Regions from separate parts of the Oryzias latipes genome. Here region 1 is linked to region 2. A link is a contact called in public Hi-C data. All regions are on one chromosome and are shown on one strand. The core of a region is the stretch at or near the end of the contact, and the rest is flanking DNA. Distances in the headings are between cores, read along the strand shown. Region 1 holds the start of LOC101171376 (probable serine/threonine-protein kinase kinX). Region 2 overlaps foxn3 (forkhead box protein N3).

Region 1 (4,518 bases), core at 1,471-3,970, 200 kb after region 2:
GGCTGTGGGAAGCGCTTTTAAAAGGAAACGGCAGACGGGTGAGAAAGACTCAGGCAAGTGAGGACGAACTGACACAGAGAAAGGCGGCTCAGCCACAAGCAGTGAATTCATCCCACCTCCTTTACTGTGAAGAACAAGACTTCATTACCGATGCATGAAAGTTTACTGGAGACTCACATCTGGACCAAAGCGCTGGACATCCAGTTTCCATGGTGATCAAAAGTTTTCCTTTAGGCCTGTATCTAAGCTTCTAAACATCCATCTGCAACTTCAACTCGTCTGCAACAATGCTCCCTATGACTCTATCCGATTCCAGCCTGTATCTGTGCATTGATGAGAGAAATATACATTTAATAAAGTGCCAGTTTCCTCATTTGGTGTTAAACCGTCTTCTCTCTGTGTACAACAAACAAGAATTTAATCAACAGAATTTTAAAAGTCTGCTTTGCTTTTTTTTTTCACTTTACTGGCAAAATTATATTTCAAAAGAGTTAACACAATACATTTTTGCAATGGCTTTTTTCCTCATTTTTGTGTTCTTTTCTATTTTTTATGTCACATTAATAATATGAATTATTATTTAATATAATGTATTATATTAATAAAATAATAATCCGTATCTGCTTATATTAAAAGGATGAATTTACAAGATATTACTTCTTTAAAGAAAAAAAAAATGTTCAAACACGATCAAATTGGGAAAAAAAGAGTTGTTGCAACACATCACCTTGGAAGTATTTAAACAGCATCTCCAAGTAGTTCAAAGTTACTAATGGATCGCAAAATGTATGCAAACATATTTTGTAATGTGGTTGCATCTCTTTTCCCAGTTAGTTTAGTCAAAAAGTCCTTGTGGCGTTGATAATCTTGTGCTGTTGACAGTTTTCACCACATCACCACTTTGTGACTTCCGGTTTGAAGCAGGTTTAAAAAGGAAACTTGATCAGTTCACCAAGAAACCACTAGATGGCTTGCTACACAACCATCCATATTTACACCAACGTAAAACAATATAACTTTTTAAAAACAAAAATAGCAAAAATTTAATTTAGTTTGTTTGTGTTAGCCATAATAATTACATTCAAGGGATTTTTTAAATTGTGTTTTTTAATAAAAAGTCTTCCGACACCTGTCAGACTTTTTTCCCCTATTTTACCCAAGTCAGAGTTCTAAAATGTTTCCATCAAGGCCAATGAGTCAGGCAGTGTTAATGCTCAGCCATTTGTTTTCTCTATCATTAGTTTTTAAAGTGCAGGGAGCTGAAAGCACTAAGTGTGACCTAATAAATGAAAACATTTATCTGAATTAAACATGAATATAGTTTTAGCTTACAAGATAAAGGAATAACAATGAGTGGATTAAATATATTTTTGGATTTTAAAAGTTCTGTTTTTGCCAATAGTTTAATAGCTAATATAAAGCAGATTTTAAATGTTTAGAATAAACAGATGATGGTTTGTAAAGAAAAACTAAATATAGCTCTGATTGATCAATTCATGCTGATGTTGTAACATATCACCTTTTTTATTCCACGGCAGTGGAATATATTTTAATCAAATATATTTTTTATTGTTACAATACAAGGGTCGCTTTATTAAGAATTAACGATGGTTCATTTTACAAATTAATAACATACAACATTAAAAAGTTACAACTGGTGTTTTTAAAGTTCAATTTAAATCAATTAGCACCAGAGGTCTATTTTAGGAAAAAGGCATCGTTCTTTGTAGACATTTTGCTAGTTTTTGCATCAGTTTTAAATTATTTCAGCCTAAAATCTTTGAAACCCTCATTTTCCGTCTCATTGTCCTCAAAGTAATGAAGTTTAAATAGAATTTTACAAACACAAAAGCTCTAAAAGCCCCAGAGATGCTGCATGTTGCGTTTTGAATATGAAGTCAGCACAGATGTCATTGAGAAGTTGAAGGCACACTTAAAGGTGGGATTCATGCTTTTTAAAGGTCACTCGTGGTCAGGTGAACTTAACCATCCAGCTAAAGGTGTGATGCCGGAGCTCCTGCATGTCATCCTGCAGATTACAGTGAAAACACAACAGCTGCAAGTTAAAAAAGAAAAGAAAAATGCAAAAGAAGGACACAAGAGGGCAGTAGAGGATCAGGATCCTCTTTTGACATGGTTCATTAAATCTGAGCCTAAAAGCATCTTATATATTTAATTGAATTTTGGTCATATTTCTGTACTCGCAATAATAATGTCTATTAATTTAATTGAAAATGACTTAATACTTCTATTCAACCATATTTTTGTTGGTCTTGTTTGCACAAAAGAATACAAAACTTTCTTTTTCAGCCATCCTGCTGCACGTTCTGCTCTCCACCTGATCTTCACAGACGGGGGGAGTCAGGAAGAGATGTTGGAGGGGAGCTAGTTGGGTTGGCATGCTGAGGTCACGCCTCTGGCCTTAAAAGGAGAAGCAGAATGCCAGTAGCAGAGAACCACTCTAAAAATAAATCTGGGGTTTAGCTTCCGAAACAGGACGTTAGTGCCTAAAAAGGTCTAGATCCAATCCGTGGAACCAAGATGAAGGTAGAAATACCTCAAATCCAAACAATTATAATACATTTTATTCAGTATTAGATCATATTCCACATAGGGACTATGCCACTGTACTGACTGGCCTGCTAAAGTTACCTTCAATCTGTCTTCCCTCTCTCGCACCCGTCAGCCTCCTGTCCCTCCTAGTTGATCTAATTTTGTCTGAGCAGAAAAAGGGGGGGCTTCTCTGTCTACAGTCCCAACCAGGCATAGGGCAGAGACCCCCCCGGCTACCCAAACTTGGTCTCTTCAGGTTCATCCACTGCAAAACTTTGACTCTGGAAGGGAGTTTCCACACGTTTAATGTTGGATTGGTTGTCATACAGTTGGATTAAACTATTCTTTGGAGTGAAAAAATCCACATTGTCTCTTTTCATGGACATTAATCTGGATTAAGACTTTACTGCTGGACAGGAAACTTCAGGAGTATGACTGAAGGCCATGAAGGTAAAGATTTAATGTTTAAGTTTCATTAAATCCACAGTAAATTATGTATTTGCACACGATTTTATTAGAAAGTTATGGTTTATTGTTTGCAGACTGCTCAAAGCTGCATTATTAAATGATCCATGCTTAACGTTACTTTATCCTGAATAGTCTATTTTGGTCTGAACCTCTTAACATCTTTTTGGAAGTGCTGTTTGTCATTTAAGTTGTGATTCATGCCCTTTTTATTGTAGAATTATTGTCTTAAAATATTTTCCATTGGTCTTTATAAACATATGACCAGTTTGTGTCCAATGCTGGGGAAAAGTACTGAGCTAGATCACTTTGAGACTGTTAGGAGAGGAAAACTTGCATATATCCCAACATTATAAAGGGTAACAAAGTATTTGAGCCAACAATGATGTCAACCCCCCGCCAGAGGTGAGGCTGGTCCCCGACCTGTGATGCTGCATTTGGCTGGCTATTCAGCTATTCACAGAGAGGGAGGTCCCAAATATTAGTGTTTCCAACAACTAACATTTTGTTTTCATGCTCAGCCTATTTCCTGTTGTCTATCTCCGTCAGATAGGGGGTGGGAGGTGGATAAGGGGAGGGGGGTTGTGCGTAGGTCTGGGGAGGGGGCTCTATTTAACTTTTCATGATCGTTTCTTTCTTTTTTTAAATTTTGTTTGGTCTTAATGTAAAGCACTTTGTGCCATGTTTTTTTTTAAAGGAACAGTGTCATATAAATGAAGTTTGATTTGATTTAATTCAAGCAGATTGTCAGAAAGTGTCTAAATGAGGTTTGAAAAGCATCACTTCCTCATGAAGGGATGCTGACTCCCATTAAAGAGGGGGACTATGAGCTGATCCCAGAATGACACACAGAAAGCCAAAACCACTGTTGCGTGAACGTTAACAAGTTTTAAACAAATGACAAATTTCAAAAGAATCACAAAAATCACAGGTTTACTGTCTAAACTGCTTTCCTCCAGCAGCTCAGACTGCCAGCTCTGCTCTAGTAAACGTCCTGTAAAGTCGTTGCAGTTCAACCAGAACGATGCTGATCTGGTCCTGACCAAAAGCAGGAAGCAGGACCACTCAGGTCGCTCTGTTGACAGACTTTTTTTTTTTTTTTTTTAAACTCTGCTTCTTCACACATTCCTCCATAGCAAATAGCAGTCTTTGACAAACCAGGTTTGAAGAAGCTTTGGAACAGACCTTCAAGTATAGACTAAACAGCTTTCAGTGTCATGCAGACAAACTTCCACTCTAACATTAAAATCCAAACAAAAACCGTTTTTCTTAGCTTAATGTGAAAACTGATTTTTTTTTTTCTTTTTTCATCTTTTAATGTGGTTTTAACCCTGAATTACCCATGGGGTCAAATTTGGATTTGGGGGTTTTGGGAATTGGTTTGTTTCAAGGAATAAACACAATAATTGAACCAAATAGAAGACCAAAAACAGAATAGATACATCACATTTAGTTTAATTAGTCATACATTTATTGAAAAATATATAAAAAATGCATATA
Region 2 (4,551 bases), core at 392-2,891:
GTCAGGTGGAGCAGGAAAGCAACATAAGTGAGTTGTCTGTGATTTATTCAACTAGCAACGATCCACCGGGCTCGGCTAAATCCAGACCTTCTGATGGTGTGGGCTGAACACCAAAGCGTTTTACAGTTACAGAGACCCAATCATCCAAAACTACATTTCTGAACTTATACCTTGTAAGCTTGAAAACTGCAAATAAGATGTATTTTGTTTACAATAAGATACAAGAATAATTTGGGAGAGTTTGTCATTAATATGATCGCTCAAAGGGGGTGATGTGGCGGAGACTGGAGGAGCCAAAAGTGTTTAAAGAAAACTCCACAAATAAGGAGCACAAATACACATGTCAGAGGAACGCCACGAAGCCCGGATGACAGAGAAGCTTTGGAACAAATCCTTGTATCCTCACGAGGCCCACTCCGAGCCAGGAACTGAAAATCTGCAGGGACAGTGGAATATCAGGGCTTATGCTCCTGAACCTTTGCAGAGACACAAATCAAAGCCACCATGCTGACAGAAGTTTCAGTTTTTACGCTTTCTGGGGCAAAAACGGTTAAGTAATAGTTCAGACTTCCAGGAAATGACCTCAGCTGCTTTTTAAGAAATGATTTTCCATCAGCGAATTTGAAGCATCTGGTTCATGTGACTGTGAGAAGACAATTAAAACAATTTCACTTATTCAGCTTTTTTATTTTCATTAAATGCTAAGCTAAACTAGCAGGCTGATGACCATTATCGACCTATTTGAAGCACAAAGGTTTCTGAGAGCGACTCCAGGAAAGAAGCAGCCGCGGCGGTGAATTTCCAAATTAAAAAAAACGAGCTCCTAATGCGGTTTCAGATTTTCCATCGGGGTCACAGTTTTTCCGCTGGTGTCCTATTTCTGCTGAAGAGTGGACCGTGGCGGAGCCGAGAAAGGAGGGATGCAGGATGAGGGGATGTAAAAGAAGTGCTGCCATTCCTCAGTCATCTCCTTTCAATAAAGCAGCTATGTTTTTTTTTTTTCTTTAAATCTCCCGGCTCCGTTTATAGGTCCCCCCCCAAATGATTTTGTCTGCTTTTGAGGTGAAAAATGTCCACATCCGCGCACTGCAGCATTCATCTACTGCAGCGAAAAGCTCTTTTTTTATGTTAAATCTCGCCTGTTCATTTTCATAAATTAATCATCAATGTTATGAGGAGGAATTTAATTTGCCCCAGGAGCCAGAGGCTCATTAAAACATACAAGTTGCAGACCCCCCCCCCCCCCCCCCCAACTCCCCATGTAAAGTCCTGGTGCATGTAGTAACATGACACACAAAGAATTAATTGTGATGGATCTGTTTGTGGTTCTGCCCATGGAAGTGGGCACTGTGGTCCCCCTGCAGGCCGGCTGTGTCCACAGTAATCTTATTGACTGCAGTTAGCGTGGCTCTGCCCCCTGATATCTGCAGCTCTGCTCTCCATAACCTTATAAGTAAGTCCCTGCTGCACAGAGTCTCTTTTGTAATCTTGATCACTGGCGGCGTGGCTCCATGTGTGTCTCCGTGTTTGCGTGTGGGCAGTGCATTAGGTCCCGCCCGGCGTGACATGCTCCCACACCCCTCGCTGCAACCTCAACCTCTCGTTTCTAGTCGCTAGTCAGCAAGGGGGGGGGGGGGGGGCTTCAGGTTGCCACAGCAACCACCCCCACCATTTTTTTTTCCTCTTTCACGTGCCACATGGTGGTAGATCAGAGAAAGAAAAGTGACTGAGGGAGGAGAGCGGGGAGACGCCGGGGCTCTGTTTGACTTTACTCGGCGACACACACGTGCACACGCACGCACATGCTCAGTACAAGCGCAGACAACCCTCCACTTCTTTACTTTGCTGTCTGAATTCCTGAGTAAACCCTTTTTTTTTTGTTCCTCTACCGTCCCCCCGTCCCCCCCCCTCTCTACTCTTTGTTGATCTTTTGTCATTCTATGCATAGGGGTGACTCATATCTCCGGCGGAGCATGCACGCTGTCTCTGCAGGTGAGAAAGCCTGAGACGTTTGCCACTGAGGTGCGATAAGGAACTGAGAAAGACCAGGCGCTTGAGAGGAAAAAAATTAGGACAAAAAAAAAAAAAAGACAAAAGAGAAGGAGCCTCCGTCTGCATCGGGGGGGGTGGGGGGGGGGGGTGACAGCCTTCCTCGAGAGAAGGCATCGCAGGCTGCCTCCGCCTGCAGCCCGTCTCCCAGCCACCTCCTCTGCTTTCCTGTTGAATGAGTTCCACATGGCCCAGCAGGCTCCAGTCCGGTTCAGAGGTCACTCCCAGCAGACCTTGAGAATGCAACTGTTTGAAAGTGGCCTCTTGCTCAGTCATAACACCCCCCCCCCCCCCTTTGCCCCTTGCTCTCTCTCATTGTGTATTTGCCTGCCTGGCTGCTGTGTTAAACTGAGAACAGGGTCTGCAGGCTGCATGCATGCTAATGCTGCTTGACTGACTGCCTGACTGACGGCTCGGATTGCTGGTGGAATGAAGTTGCTGGCAGTTAAACTGGATGGCTAACTGGCCTGTCCATCTGACGCTCAGAGGGAGTGTTTAAGTGCCCCGCTGAATGACGGGAGATCCAACTTGCAGAGAGGAGACTAAATAAAAGGAGCACTTTATTACTGTAACTTCATTTCAAGAGGCAGCGTGCTTCCTGCGTTTATTATAAAACACTTTCAGGAAAATGTAAACCCGTTTGATCATCTGTTTCACCACAATAAACTGGGGTCACTAAAAAGCCATTTTCTTCTTTTGCTATTTTTGGGGAAACGGTTTTAGGCTCCACTTTACTACAGAGGCCCTGAAGTGCAAATCACATCAACGCAAAAATGTTTTAAAGATCCCAGCCAAACAACTAAAAAACAAAACAAAAGAAATAATAAAATAACTTTTTAGATTTTAAAAATCCAAACAAAATTCTAGAAACGAAAAACGTAAAAAAAAGTAGAGTCCAGAAATCAAAATAGGAAACCAGACAAAGCAGGAATTATGGGACATCAGTGATTGGATGATGATGTGGTTGTTGAAGGGGTTTGACAGAGAGTTTTACGCCGCATGCCCCTGTTCTGTTGTGTCAGGAGGGGCATGCGGTGCATGCTCACGCACGAATCCCAGACTGAGTCCCCTTGTGGCAGTATACCGCGAAGGATCTTGAAGCTCATTGCACTCCATGGGAATCAAGTCCAGGTTTCCTGTGCACCTACCCTGCACCCAACCTACTGAGCCATCCAGCTTCCTGAAAGACACTACCTCATACTTTCTGGTTGAAAAGGAGAACAAACCTCATCATCCAATCAATGATGTCCCATAATCCAATTTCATTTTTTGAACATTTCATTTTGATTTCCAGAAATTACTTTTGTTTCCCAAAATGTTTCCTTTTTTTTTTGGAATTGTGTTTTTAGAAATGTGGTTTCGATTTCAAAATTGTAATGTTATTTTGTATTATTTGTTTTTATTTTTTTATTTTTTATTATTGTTTTCGTGATCCTTAAAATGTCTTTGCACTTACGGGCCACCGTAGTTTACTTTTAATATTTTCTATATCTGTAACTTTTAAACATGAAGTTGCAGAGTTAGATAAGCTAATTCTTCTCCAAGAGTTCTGGTACTTGGCCGGTCCATCCTGGGGGAGGATCCTTCCTTCATGTTGACACCCCTGGGTTTTTTTTTTTTTGTTGAGTGTTTCCTTACCCTGAAGGAGGGATGTCCTGTTTGGTTTAACCTGTTTAGTCAGTTAGTTTAGAATTTACCTATTGGATTGTATGACTTCTTGGTCCTTATGATTTTATGTTTACTATAAAATATGAAGCCCGTTAATATGACTATTGTTGTGATATTGGGCTATATAAATAGAACTGTATTGTAAAAAGGAGAAAACGGTACACATCTTTATAAAGATGGGGGTTAAAAAGCTAACTTAAAATACTTTGTTACATTTGTTTTATGATTAAGTACAGAAAAAAACGAATGCAACAAAAATTTAAATCCTCTTCCACTGCAAGAACAGAATCTTAAAAAAGTCTTATTTTTCGTTTTGCCAGGAAAATAACCTTATGACATTTTTTTATAGTAAAATATTCTCAGATTACAAAAACATTAGCGAGTAGACTTTTATTTTTAGTTAGACCATTTTGTCCACCCCAGTGGCAGAATTCGAATAAAACATTTTTAACATTTTCTAAAAAAAAACTATTTGAAGAATTTATGACTTAATTCCAATGGAACTGTTTATACACTGTTAATACAGTATACAGTTAATACATATGTTTACATAAATTCTTATGGGTGCATGAATACATTGGGCAGATCAAGCTATTTTTCAGGAAATTGACTCTAACCCGTAATTTTTACACCTTTTTCTTGCTTCCATCTGGTGCAAACGTTTTGATTCCAAACCCGACATTCAAGATTTGTTATCAAGTTGTTTTAACTTATCTCCGCTTTACAAAGACAGAGAGAATTCACAGTCGAGAATTTTTGTGTCTCATTTAGAGCTTGGCTCTAGAAAAATAAGAAAATTGTTATTAAAATGAGTCAAAATCCTTTTCCTCCATA

The links. Hi-C and Micro-C count contacts between places; a contact is called where the count stands out from the background.
Region 1: a contact with region 2 is called in a Hi-C map of embryo, with 1.6 times the contacts expected there. The contact joins the promoter of LOC101171376 here to the enhancer-like site in region 2. A contact is called at or near these places in 2 of 5 Hi-C or Micro-C datasets (embryo and fibroblasts).

The regions. Positions count from the first base shown.
Region 1 is chr24:4,375,634-4,380,151 of ASM223467v1, forward strand. It overlaps LOC101171376 (probable serine/threonine-protein kinase kinX), which reads left to right and starts at 2,721. Exons shown (of 32, transcript XM_023952744.1): 1 at 2,721-3,003. The coding sequence starts at 2,985. It overlaps LOC101159401 (potassium channel subfamily K member 13), which reads left to right. Exons shown (of 3, transcript XM_004083404.4): 3 at 1-528.
Region 2 is chr24:4,179,885-4,184,435 of ASM223467v1, forward strand. All of the region lies in intron 4 of foxn3 (forkhead box protein N3), which reads right to left. Among protein-coding and RNA genes, the nearest start is that of gtf2a1, 8.3 kb to the left of the region's middle. Within about 2 kb of position 1,642, at least 6 of the 8 cell types and tissues checked have an H3K27ac peak or open chromatin away from gene starts, as enhancers often do. A contact at or near this core is called in embryo, where this site is marked.